Linked DNA regions of Arachis hypogaea: region 1 is linked to region 2. The links are chromatin contacts, called in public Hi-C maps. All regions are on one chromosome and are shown on one strand. The core of a region is the stretch at or near the end of the contact, and the rest is flanking DNA. Distances in the headings are between cores, read along the strand shown.

Evidence for each region. A called contact is a pair of places that touch in the nucleus more often than the background predicts.
Region 1: a Hi-C map of an unstated tissue shows a contact between it and region 2, with 2.2 times the contacts expected there. The contact joins the promoter of LOC140178744 here to the enhancer-like site in region 2. A contact is called at or near these places in 2 of 8 Hi-C or Micro-C datasets (leaf and an unstated tissue).

Annotation. Positions count from the first base shown.
Region 1 is chr14:131,006,690-131,013,560 of arahy.Tifrunner.gnm2.J5K5, forward strand. It overlaps LOC140178744, which reads right to left and starts at 5,533. Exons shown (of 3, transcript XM_072215981.1): 1 at 4,468-5,533. The coding sequence starts at 5,533.
Region 2 is chr14:130,964,084-130,971,572 of arahy.Tifrunner.gnm2.J5K5, forward strand. No RefSeq gene overlaps it. Among protein-coding and RNA genes, the nearest start is that of LOC140178744, 44 kb to the right of the region's middle. Within about 2 kb of position 2,433, at least 1 of the 3 cell types and tissues checked has open chromatin away from gene starts, as enhancers often do.

The DNA.
Region 1 (6,871 bases), core at 4,283-6,782, 46 kb after region 2:
TCTAATTTCTAATACAGTCAACCAATCTTAATATATCCCTACAATTGTAATTTAATATTTAATTTCTTAAAAGGAACTGCATAGAAATTTTAGTCTTTTTATAATAAAATTCAAAATTTAATTTCTAGTACAATTAAATATCCTTAAACTTGAAGAAAATTTTAGTATTTTTAAATTTTTTTAAAAAAATTATTTTATTTGTGTTTTAAAGAGGATAATTTAATATTTTAAAATGAACCGGTAACAAATTTTAAACTCTTTTAAAATCAAACTTGAATTTTTAATTTATAATTCAATCAGACTATATGATGAATTAATTCTATAATGATATTTTAGTTTTTTTTTTTAAATATTGTTAAAGGCTATTTTTTTCTTTTAAAAATTAACTCTAATTAAGGGTATTTTAGTCTTCTCAAGATTAGTTCTAAAAAGTTATTTTAGTTTTTTTAAAAATTAATTATAGGATGATTTAGTTTTTTTAATATTAAATTAAAATTGTTAATTGATAATACACTGAAACAATCTTAATAATTAATCCTATAAGGATATATTAGTAATTTTTAAATTATTGTTTAAAGGATATTTTAGTCTTTTAAAATTATTTTAGTTTGTAAATAAACTCTGTGTATTTTAGTCTTTTGATAAATTTTAATTTGTAATATCATTAAACAACTTTAAATACAAAGGGTACTTTAATATTTTAAATATTAATCATAAAATACTATTTTTAAATATTAAAAATTCTTTAATTATTTCAAAATTTTAATCAAAAATATATTTTAGTATTTTTATAATTAATTTAAAGGGAATTTTAATATTAAATAATATACAATATATGTTTAAAATAAACTAAAAGTATTTGTTAATATGAATTATATAATCCAATGTCAGTTTCTTATTATATAAGCCATATATGTTCATTATATTGTAATATCAAAATTTATCCTTCTTGTTAACTCTTATATAAGAACCCTTTTTAAATTATTATTATTTTTTAAGGAAAGATAGTTCCCCTCTCTTACTTCATAATTGATGATAACATTTCATTTGTATTTGAGCTACTATCCGCATTAATAAAGGCATCATCCTAATAATCCTCCATCATCTTTAACTAATTATTTATAGTATCAATACCGGTGCACAAAATCATATACCTACATCATTAGTGCTAACAAATCAATTCAGCAGATAAACGCCATAATTTGTTGATCATGAGCTGGGGTGGACCCCACTTTGACTTCGTTATTCCAATCACATCCTCTCTTTGTGCTTTTGCAAGCATACCAATAGGCTCCTATATACGTACGTCAAAAAGAAAAAAAACAAAAACAGATTTTGTTTGTATCCAGAGCCAAAAATAAATACTTAACAATAATTTAATGATTTTGTGCATTCGTATAACAAAATAATATAACATGGTGTGTGTTGGGTTTATTTTTCTCTTTTGTGAGTTCTAAATCTAATTTTTTGGATATGTATTTATGTTATATGTTCGTAAGTTCGTTAACCTAATTAAAATTATAGAGAAAGCGAAAGTTTAGTCCAAAGTAAAAGAAAAGAGAAAAAATAAAATTTTTTATTTTATGAAAAATAACAATTTTTAAATAATAATTTTTTATTTGTTCATTGTTGGATTAGTCTAAAATTTGAAGTGAAAATTTCTTTTAATTTATTTTTTATTATAGATGATAAAAATCTCGAGAAATTAGCTTTACACAATAGCTCTGATTTTGAGTATTTTTTATTTATTTATTTTTTTGCTTTTTATCTGTAAGTTTTGGTATTTAATTGGATTGGTTGTATTATGTTTTGTTTGAGATTTTTTTCATACTTTGTATTTAATTATAAATAAAGCTATTTTATTGGTCTGAAATAATTTTTTTTTCTTATATTAAAAGAATTTTTTACGTTAAAATTCTAATGTGTTCTTATTATTATTGTATTCAATAATTTACTTACTTATAATTATTGCTATATTATATTTTAAATATTTTTATATTGTTCTTATATTAAATATTTCTATTATTTCTACTGCTAAACTTTATCAGTGTCTATGAGAATTATGGGGTTAAAACTAAAGAACATTTCTAATAATATTTGCCAATTCAAATTAAAATGAACCAATATTCCCTTTTGTGATTTTGACCATCCGATGTGTGGTATATATTTAGCTTCTTTTTTCTTACACTTGATATTTAATATTTAGTTGAAATCATCAATTCAAAAGTTGTAAAAAAAAATAAGGTTATATGTTAAGAGTAATGTCCACACCAAATAGAAAAAGATGGATATCAACATCATATACATGGAAAGTTAAACATTAAAAAAATGAAATAAAAATTATCGTTGTTAAGAAGAGCTAGCAATTAATGCACGTTCCATCTATGTTGACCAATTGACAATTGTTAAGAACTTTCTTCTAATTGATAGGTGTCTCATTCTAGATTTCGTATCATTTTGATTTACCCTTTAATTAATTGCAAAGTTGAAATTACTAGCTGGCTATAAATAGGTAGACTGTCAAAATACCCTAAATTTATCGGGTTAATTTGTTTATCCATTTAAATTAAATGGGTAGGTTTTGTCTTTAAAATTAAACTCGTTTAAATTTTGGATTAAATAGGTTAAGTTCGATTAACCCAAAAAAAAACGGGTTAAACGGGTAGCCCATTTAGCTTTTTTTTTTTGCATTTTTTTAAAAAAATAGCACTTTTAGTTTATATTTTCTTCCATTCGACTTGAAAATCTGACCCATTAATTAAAAAAAATATTTTTTTAAAGGTTTTTTACTTAGAAGTAATATTTTTTGTCAAAATATTTTTTAAAAAATAAAATAAAAGAATAAACAGACTGGCCCATTTAACTCACGAACTGACCATAAACGGTCCGAACTGAAAAATTATGGCTCATAAATAAAATAAATTTAAACGGTCTAACCCATTTAACCTACAAATTTAACGAACCGAACCTAAATAAGCCGGACTAACCCGTTTGACAACCCTATAAATAGGTCATGACTCATAAAGCGTGCAATATATATAATTCAGCCTCCAACCAAATATAGTACGAAATTCTTTCATTCCTTCCAAGATATATATTTGGTCATGCTTCATTTGTTTTTCTTCCCAAGCTATTGAGAGTGACATAATATAAGTTATTACTAAATATAATTTGTGGTTATTGACTTTTTTTTCTCCTTTTTCTTTTATCTCCTTAATAGTGGTAGCTAGTAGACTTTTTAGTTTGAATCAAGCAGTGGACGCCAAATTTGACTTATATGAAAGTAACTAGATAACATTATTGTTTCATAAACATAAATAGGAAAATAAATAATATATTTTGTTGTTTATCTCTTACGTATGTACTACTCCTTTTAATTGCCTTTACTTTGCATTATATTCTTTTGCTTAATTAAGAAGAGGTTAAAGAGCTAGCGAGGTTTATATGGAAATTTCAATTTGGTTTCTGAGAGAGTGATTTTCTAGATATTAAATGGACTAGAGAACCATTAATTAATATATTTATTCCAACATAGGTTGAAATTAATTTATACATGTAACACAATTAAATAATGTTGATGATAATGACACCCGAAGTTGGTAACGATTTGGCACAGAAACTCATTATATGTTTGAAAGTTCCGCCAACTACAGTAATTAATTAAATTAAATTAAAGTCAACCATATGCATGCAAACATCTTCTAAATTGACTTCTATTTTTGTATCTGTCTTTTTTTCCCCTTCGCCTATATTATCTACTCTCTTTCTCAGCTTTAATTTTTGGAAATTTCTTTAATTATAAGAAAAATTAGATAAAGAATAAAGGTTTTCATTAATTTTTTTAAAAATATATGTATATTACGCATAATAAATATTTTTGATGTTTTTTTATTAAATAAAAATAATCCTCACTTTACTATTATCCTTAATTTTTCTCATATTTGTTAGTTTGACTTTTTAAAAAGTAGAATGCCATTTGATATCTGAAAAAATAATTTAATACATAATTGAAAATTCTTAGGTTTCCTTCTTCCTAAAGATGCATGCATATTTATATAATGAAGTTGATGGTGATTTGAAAATTTAAATCATAAATAATAATCATACACCTTGTTAGAAACAAGAGACTGAGAGAGTAATCTGAAAGGTGTCTTATTGAGTTGTCTATCAAAAGTACAATATACAAGAGGTATTTATAGGTGCTAAATGAATCAGAGTAATAAAGGCATAGAATCCTATAATTAATATACAGATATACTACATAAATGTAGTCGATACTAATTGATCCTAATTGATGCTAATGATTCTCTAACATCCCCCCTCAAACTCAAGTGGGAGCTAAGGATACCAACTTGAGTTTGGATAACAAAGTCCGGAAACGAGTCGGGTGATGAACTTTCGTGAAGATATCAGCAGTCTGATCTAGTGTTCCAACAGCAATGAGACGAATAGCATCAATAAGGATACGTTGCCGAACAAAGTGACAATCAAGCTCAATGTGTTTGGTGCGTTCATGAAAGACATCATTATGGGCGATCTGAATAGCACTGCGGTTATCACAAAAAACATCAGTAGGGGATGACTGAGGAGCACCCAAATCTTCGAGAAGCCAACGAACCGAGACAACTTCAGCAGTGGTGTCAGCGAGTGCACGGTACTCAGCTTCTGTGCTTGAGCGAGCAGTGAACGTTTGCTTCTTAGCACGCCAAGAAATGAGAGCGTCGCCAAGAAACAAACAGTAACCAGTAGTAGAACGACGATCAGTGGGATCACCAGCCCAATCAGCATCGGAGTAGGCCTGAAGAGACAAAGAGGAATGGGCAGAAAAATAAAGACCATGAAAGAGAGTGCCCTTGATGTAGCGAAGAATGCGTAGAACTGCCGCATAGTGAGTAGTACGAGGAGCTGACAAGAACGGGCTAAGTACATGAACCGGATAGGCGATGTCTGGTCGGGTGACAGTCAAGTAGACCAGACCGCCTACTAACTGTCGATAGAGAGTCGGATTATCCAAAACAGTGCCATCTATAGGGGTAAATCGAACATTAGGCTCAAGAGGAGTAGACTCAGTGCGACTATCTGTAATCCCAGCACGAGCAAGAAGATCTGAAGCATACTTAGCCTGAGAGAGATAGATGCCATCATCGGTGGAGATGACCTCGAGACCAAGAAAATAGCTGAGAGAACCAAGATCTTTCATTTCAAAGGTACGGTGAAGTGAGGCCTTGAGGGCAGAGATACCATCAACATCATCCCCAGTGATTATCATGTCATCAACATACAAAAGTAGAAGAACAACTCCACGTTCGCTCTTACGAATGAAGAGCGCATTCTCATGAGGGCTAGAAGTAAAACCAAGACTGCATATGGTAGTGCTAAACTTGTCAAACCATTCACGAGGAGCTTGTTTAAGTCCATAAAGTGCCTTGCGAAGGAGACAAACCTTATCAGAAGGACAAGGATATCCCGGAGGTGGTTTCATATAGACTGTCTTTTTCAGATCCCCATTAAGAAATGCATTCTTCACATCCATCTGACTGAGAGACCATTTTTTAACCGCGGCAATGGCAAGAAGAGCTCGAACAGACGTAAGGCGAGCGACAGGGGCAAAAGTCTCTTCATAATCAATACCATACTCTTGCGTACAACCTTGAGCAACCAAGCGGGCCTTATAACGGTCAATAGAGCCATCTGAGCAAGTCTTGATCTTGTATACCCATCTACTGCCCACAACTTCCTGATCAGAAGGAGGATCAACCAGATCCCAAGTGTGTGCTTTTTCAAGTGCCTGTAATTCTTCTTGCATTGCTTGTTGCCAATTTGGGTTTGAGGAGGCTTCTCTGAATGTCTTAGGTTCATGTTGATGAAGAATAGTAGAAAAGCAATGGTAATCAAGAAGATGAGGAGGTGGATTCCTTACCCTAGAAGAACGAGCGGGGGGAGGAGGCATGACGGTAGGAGCAGGATCATCGTCCGGTCTGGAATCATCGGGAGATGGAGAAGGCGGAGGAACAGGAGGCTGTGGAGGGTCACTCGAGGTAGAACCTGTAGAATCATCACTAGGAAAAAGATCAACATTGGGGTTAGTAAACAAAGGTGACTGAGTAGTGGGAATCGACTCAAAGGATGAGAACCGAGAAAACATGTGGTGCTCCCAAAAGACAACATGACGAGATATACGAATACGTTTAGAAAGGGGATCCTAACAACGATAACCCTTGTGTTCAGTGCCATAACCAAGAAAACAACATATACGAGCCCGAGGTTCAAGTTTACTATGTTCATGAGGCTGAAGAAGAACAAAACATACACAACCGAAAACTCAAAGAGAACTGTAATCTGGGGGGGGTATGATAAAGACGCTCAAAGGGAGTAACATTACCAAGAACAGAAGAAGGGAGTCTATTGATAACATGAACAGCAGTAAGAACAGCTTCACCCCAAGTACGCTCAGGACACGAAGAGGAAAGGAGCATTGCACGGACGGAGTCAAGAATGTGACGGTGTTTGCGTTCAGCTCTACCATTTTGTTGAGACGTACCAGGACAAGAAAACTCAGACAGAGTACCCTGTTCTGCAAGAAAGGCTAAGAGTTTGGAATCACGGTATTCCATAGCATTATCACGTCGGAAAACCTTAATGGCCTTGGAAAACTGAGTTTTAATCATAGTAGCAAAGTTGATATAGATCTGAGGTAACTCATGGTGATTAGTCATCAAATAAACCCAAGTAAAACGGGAATAATCATCAATGAAAACGACAAAGTATCGAGCTCCGCCCATAGAGGCAGTGGGAGCGGGGCCCCAAACATCAGAGTGAATGAGATCAAAAGGAGAGCAAGCAAGAGATGAATTATTGTGAAAAGATAAAG
Region 2 (7,489 bases), core at 1,183-3,682:
TCTTTTTCTTCTATCTATTTTAATAATCATAACCATGAAATTGCGTTTTTAGTAGAGCCTAATCGTCAACTACACACATTTGACGTGAACCCAATTTTAAATTTCATAAGAATGGTTCCAATGTGACCACCTCTGACCATGTCAATTATGATAATAATTTTTTTATCTTAAATTTTAAATAAATATTAAATTATAAACTATAAATTTTGATCTGAAATTCTTAAAAAATTAATTAATATTATCTAATTAAAAATTAAATTTTCATAAGAATGATTCGAATAAATCTGTTTGAAAATATTTTCACGCCAGAGTTTTCTCTCAATAGGGCCTCCAATTCTTTCTCACAAAGAAATATTATTGCTGTCTAGCTATTTGTCTCATTATTATATTTTATTTTAGAAAAAATATTTAACATTTATTTTAATTATTTAAAATAGTTTATAAATGTTTCTGGAAATGATAATGATTTCTTTTTGTATTTTTTACTTGTCTTGTTATTACATCTTTGTTTTTCAATGATTTATATTAAAATTTGATTATAAATAACTTGTACTCCTATCTAACCGTTTTAAGTTGCTAAAAGAGATTATTTAGTGATAATAAACTGGACAGAATTCATATATAGTTTGTTACTTATAAAAAAGAAAATTTATTAGCCGAATAATTGATTTTTAAAAATCCATAATATCATTTATTATTTTAAAAATAATTTTAAAAGCCAATATAATGGTTTAATGCATTGTTTTGAAAATCGAACTGAGAATTGAAAACGGATCCGGTTAACTGAGAACCGATCACTGAATATTTTTGGTTCAAAATAAAAATTGACCAATAATAAATTGGTCAAAAAATAAATAAATCGATCAAATAACTAATTATTAATCGAACTGATTTAATTTTTAATAATTAATCGATTTAAAATAATAAAAAAAATTATATATTTTTTATGTAATTATATTATTTTATTTTATTCAAATAATTTTCATTCAATTTTTAAATCTTTAAATAAACATCTAAATTGATCGTTTTCGTATCCAGAAGCTTTGTTTGAAGAGATGATTTCGGAGTGAGGATGAGAATGATACAGGCACGAGGGACCACTTAGATTTGGTTCAATTCCATCACTTTCCATTAAATAAAAATGTTAAATTTTCTCTTTTCATGGGTTCAGACTTCAGACCCAAATGTGAAAGGTTGCGGCGTTTGGTTGGACCCATTATTTTATTTTATTTAACAGTATTAATCTAGCTAGTAACTTTGAAGTTTGAACTTTCTAAATTTCAACCTTCCCATTCATAAATTATTATAAGAAGTACTATCAGGAGTTTAATTTATATTTTCCGTGCATTATATAAAACATTATTATATGATGGAATGAAATGTCGGTTTGAAAAAATTGAAAACCAAACCTTCCACCTCAGAAATTAACTTTATGATCAGAGAGAGAGAGAGAGAGAGAGAGAGAGAGAGAGAGAGAGAGAGAGAGAGAGAGAGAGAGAGAGAGAGAGAGAGAGAGAGAGAGAGAGAGAGAGAAGCAAAGAAGTAAGATTGAAAGGACAAAAAGTATAGAAAAAGATATAATAAATAGAAAAGCGTGACACACTTTGGTATAATGATGTTCATCACCTTTATGTTATACAAAGTGATATAATTAAGTATCAACAAGCAACTGCTTCATCCTATGAGATCCACTATTTCGATCACATCATAACAAAATAACATATTATTGCAAATATTCCAACTATATATATATATATATGACAAAAAAAAAGAAGCAACATACTATAAGACCCATATTGGTGATGAGATGTGCTATGATCCGAGTTGGTGGGTCGTCATGGATTCATCAACCTTGTTTGCGACGACCAAAAATATTCGCCATATTGATTGAAGATGGCCTAGGGCTTGATGAAGTACCATTTGATGAAGAAGTGCTTTCTGATGGGTTTGATAATGGTTTTGGCCACAAAGACCCTTTTATGGTAGGCAAGGGGATTGAACTTTGTGATGTGTTATTGTTTGAGGTTTGATTATTAGTAGAAGATCGATTCGTTGGACACAAATAATCTCTTATTTGATTCCTCTTTGGGTCTCCCATTTTATAATCAAATTATAGGAAACAAGAGATTAGGGATAATGAAGTGAAGAACAAAAGGTTTTAAGCTTGGGGAAAAGGGCAATGAGAGAGTTAGAAGAAAGGGTGCGAAGTGGCCAAAATTTATAGGCAAATTAGAACGTTCTAGATTGGTTTAAAATTTTCCTTACGTAATGAATTTAATTTTATTTGCAATTCACTCTCATTTTCATTCCAATTTACAATCCCATTCCAAGAAGTAGAAGAGAAATCACACATTGGTTCACTTAATCTCACTTCATGTAACATGTTACAGCTAGGCATATGGTTTTTTGCCTCTTTAGCCCTTTCCATTATCAGCCACGTCATGCCACTATATTTGACTTTTATACTTTGAAGACACATAATACACACGTAGAGAGAGTAGTTAGTTGATAGTTGATACTTATTGATACTTTATAGTAAAATATAATTATTTTATTGTTTTCAGATATATATTTGGTTGTCTTGCAGCCGAAGCAATTCAAAAACATGCGTCATATATGTGGTGGCCAAAGTTTGGGGGCAACCTAAATGGCTGCAACTTCTTTTTTTTTGGAAAGAAAAAGAATTAATAACTGAGTTTAAAATTTACTATATCAATTAATTCTATAATGATATATTGGTCTTTTGAAAATTAACTCTAAGGATATTTTAGTTGTTTTAAAAGTTTAAATTTATAATTTTTAATATAATAATTAAATCATTTTTATTCTAAAAGAGTATTTTAGTCTGTTCAAGTTCAGTCCTAAAAAATTTATCTTTCAAAAATTAATTCTAGGATGTTTTAGTTTTTTAATATTAAATTAAAATTGCTAATTGATGATACAATGAAATAATCTTAATTAATCTTATAAGAGTATATTAGTGATTTTTAAATTGTTGTTTAAAAGATATTTTAGTCTTTCTAAAATCAAATTCAAATTTTAAATTGCAATATAATTAAACAACTTTAAATATAAAGGATATTTTAATTCTTTTAATATTAATCATAAAATATTATTTTTTAAATATTAAAAATTCTTTAACGATTTCAAAAATTTAATAAAAATAATAAAATATATTTTAGTCTTTTTATAATTAATTTAAAGGGTATTTTAATATTAAATAAATAATACACAATATATGTTTAAAATAAAATAAACATATTTGTTAATATAATTACATAACCCAAGGTCAGTTTCGCATTAAGCCATATGTTCATTATATTGATACGTACTTATTTTTAAACGTACCGGAATAAGCACCTTTAATTATAATATCAAAATTTATCCTTCTTGTTAACTCTTATATAAGAAACCTTTTTAAATTATTATTATTATTATTATTATTATTATTATTATTATTATTATTATTTAAGGAATGATAGGTGTCCTTTCTTACTTCATAATTGATAATAACATTTCAGTTGTATTTGAAGCTACTATCCGCATTCATAAAAGGCATAATCCAAATAATCTTCCATCATCATAGTATATATTAATACGAGTACAGAAAATCATATACATACATCATTAGTGTAACAAATCAATTCAGCAGATAAACGCCATAATTTGTTGATCATGAGCTGGAGTGGACCCCACTACGACTTCGTTATTCCAATCCCATCCTTTCTTTGTGCTTTTGCAGTGCAATGCAATGCGCATGCCAATAGGCTACTACATACGTACGTCAAAAAGGAACAAATTAAAAAAAAAAAAAAGAAAAAGAGATTAGTGGTATATCCAGAGCCAAAAATAAATATAAAAATACCAAATAGATAATCAATTTAATGATTCAGTATAGGAAAAGTTTAGGCAAGCAGTTTTATTGAAATATGACCAGTATTTAATTAATAAAAATAAAATAAATAATTTTATATTTTTAAATAAAATTTTACATTATTAAAATTAATAATAATAATTAATTAATAGTTATAAATTATAAAATTTATTAATTTTCTGTATATTCGTATAACAAAATAAGTATATCATGGTGTGTGTTGGGTTTGTTTTTCTCTTTTATGAGGTTCAAATCTAATTTTTTGAGTATCAATTTGTATTTTTTGGCTGCTAACTTAATTAGAATTTTTAGAGAAAGTGAGAGTACAACCACAATGAGAGAAAAAAAGTTTTTAATTTTATGCATAATAACAATCTATGAGCAATAATTTCTCTCGTTCATTTATTATTAGATTAATCTGAGATTTAGACGAAAGGTTCGTCTCATTTTATTCTTTATTATAAATAATAAAAATATTGATTTAAAATCTGTAGTAAAATTAGCTTCGCACAATAATTATAATTTGAATATTTTTATTTTTTATTTATAAATTTTGGTACTTTGATAAATTATATATATATAATTTGTACTTTATTTAAAATTTTTTTATATCTCATATTTGATTACAAGTGGAATTATTTTATTTGTGTGAACGATTTGTAGTTTTTATTTTTTACGGAAAAATTTTTCTATATTAAAATCTTAATTAGTATGTTTTTATTATTATTGTACTTGATATATTTATTTATTCATAGTTATTATTATATTATATTGATATATTTACTTATTCATAGTTATTGTTATATTATATTATATTGTAGATATTTTTATATTGTTTTCATATTAGATATTTATTTTATTTTTTGCTGCTAAGCTCTATCAGTATGTACAAGAATTATGGGTTAAAACTAAAGAACATTTCTAATAATATTTGCCTATTCATATTAAAATGAACCAATTCCCATTTGTGTTTTGACCATTCGATGTGTGGTATATGTAGCTTTTTTTTTTTATTTTTTTATTTTTTTTACACTTGATATTTAATATTTATTGACATTGAAATCATCAATTCAAAAGTAGTAAAAAATTGGGTTTATATGTTAAGAGTAATGTTCACACAAAAATAAAAAAATGATGGATATCGATCAACATAATATATGGAAAGTTAAACATTAAAAAATTGAAATAAAAATTATCGTTGTTAAGAAGAGCTAGCAATTAATGCACATTCCATCTATGTTCACCAATTGACAGTTGTTAAGAACCTTCTTCTAATTCATGGGTGTCTCATTCAAGATTTCGTATCATTTTGATTTACCCGGCTCTTTATTTAAAATGTTTTTTTTAATAATTAAAATTTAACCCATATAATTAATTAAATTATTTTATTTTTATCAAAATTAGGTAAAATAAATTAATTTAATTAAAAAAATAGTAAATCAAATTTTAAATTGATCTAAATTAATATTATTTTTTATAAAAAATAACTATAATACTCTTATTATAAAAAATAACTAAAATATTCCTATTATATATATTAATTTTGATAAAAATCTTAAATTTTAACTATTTTCTTTTCTGCCGTCAAAGTTAGGATTTAAAATTTTTAATATATATATATATATATATATATATATATATATATAAGTTATTTTTTTATAATAAGAATATTATAGTTATTTTTTATAAAAAAAAAATATTAATTTAGATTAGTTTAAAATTTAATTTATTAATTTTTTAGTTAAACTAATTTGTCCGATCTAATTTTAATAAAAATAACACAGTTTAATCGATCATATGTGTTATATTTTAATTGTTATAAAATATTTAAAAAAAAAAACATTTTTAACATCCTTATGAATGGCTCCCATATATAGAATGCAGCCTCCAACCTAATATAGTAGAAAATTCTGTCATTCTTTCTAAGATAGATAGACAGGTAGAGTTGTTTGCGTGTAATTTAAGATTAATTTTATTTGTAGTGTAATTTGAATTTTGTAATTTTTATTTAGAAAATTCGATTTAATATTAAACAGTTTGAAATGAATTGATGAATTTGTAGTTTTATAAGTTAAAAAAATATATTATAAATCTCAACATCAAATTTTAAATAATCAATAATAATATAACATGTTTTAATATCTTGAAAAATTAATAATAATATAATAATAAAAAATAAAATTATAAATTAATTAAAATAAATACATAAATAAAATAAAATATATAACAAATTAAATATATTATAAGTAAAATTTTTAATATAATAATAAAATAATAATATTATATTATATTGTGTAGTTTGGATTAAATTAGATCAATTTAAAAAAAGTAGATTTGAAATCTAATCTCATGCGGTTTGACAAAAATAAAATTCAATCAAATTTAAATTAATACAATTTTAATCAATTATCGATCTAAATTGAATTAGATGAATAATTTAATTTGAATCGGTTAAAATTTGAATACTCCTATCTAATTATACTATAAAAAATTAACTAGTCCTAACTTAATTTAAAAACTAATTCAAAAAATAAAAATGACCTCATATTTATAAAAATTACTAAACTTTTAATTTTAGACCATATGAAATTGAACACAGGTTTCCTTAATTTTTCTTCCCAAGCTATTTAGATCAGAGTGACATAATATAACTCATCACTAATTATAATTTGTGGTTATTGACTTTTGTTTTTGTTTTTGTTTTTTTTTCTTTTTCGCCCTTAACAATTGTAGCTAGTATATTTTTAAGTTTAAATCAATCGGTGGACGCCAAAATTGACTATATATGAAAGTAACTTGATAACATTGATTCATAAATATTTTGTTGTTTATCTCATACGTATGTACTACTCCTTTGCTTTTGCATAAAAAAAAAATATTATTTATATATTAAAATTAATTATTAAAATTATTTATTAATATATTTGTATATAAATATATGTATAATTTAATTTATTTTTAATATATATTTATATTTTAACATATATTTTATATTAGTAATTAAGAAAAAGAGGTTAAAGAGCTTGCGAGGTTGATATGAAAATTTCAATTCGGTTTCTGAGAAAGTCTGATTTTCGAGATATTAAATGGAGTAGGGAACTAGCATTAATTAATATATTTACTCCAACATAGGTTGAAATTAATTTATACATATAACACACTTTTCCATTAAATAATGTTGATGACGACACCCAAATTTAGTAATGATTTGGCACAGAAACTCATCATATGCTTTTTGAAAGTTTCCCCAACTACAGTTATTAATTGAAGTCAACCATGCAATCTTGTTCCAAATTGACTTCTATTTTTGTACCCTTTTTTTTTTTTTCATTCTCTTATCTTATCTTCTCTTTTTCTCGGCTTTAATTTTTGAAAATTTATTTCATGATAAAAAAAATTAAATAAAAAAATTAAAAATTTTTATTAAATTTTAAAAAATATGTACATTATATATGATAATTTTTTTCTGAATTTTTTTATTAAATAAAAACAATCTTCACTCTTTAGTCTTTATTATGATATTATCCTAAACTTTTCTCTAATATTTGTTAGTTTGACTTTTTAAAAAGTAGAATGCCATTTGATATCTCAAAACTAATTTAATACAAAACTGGA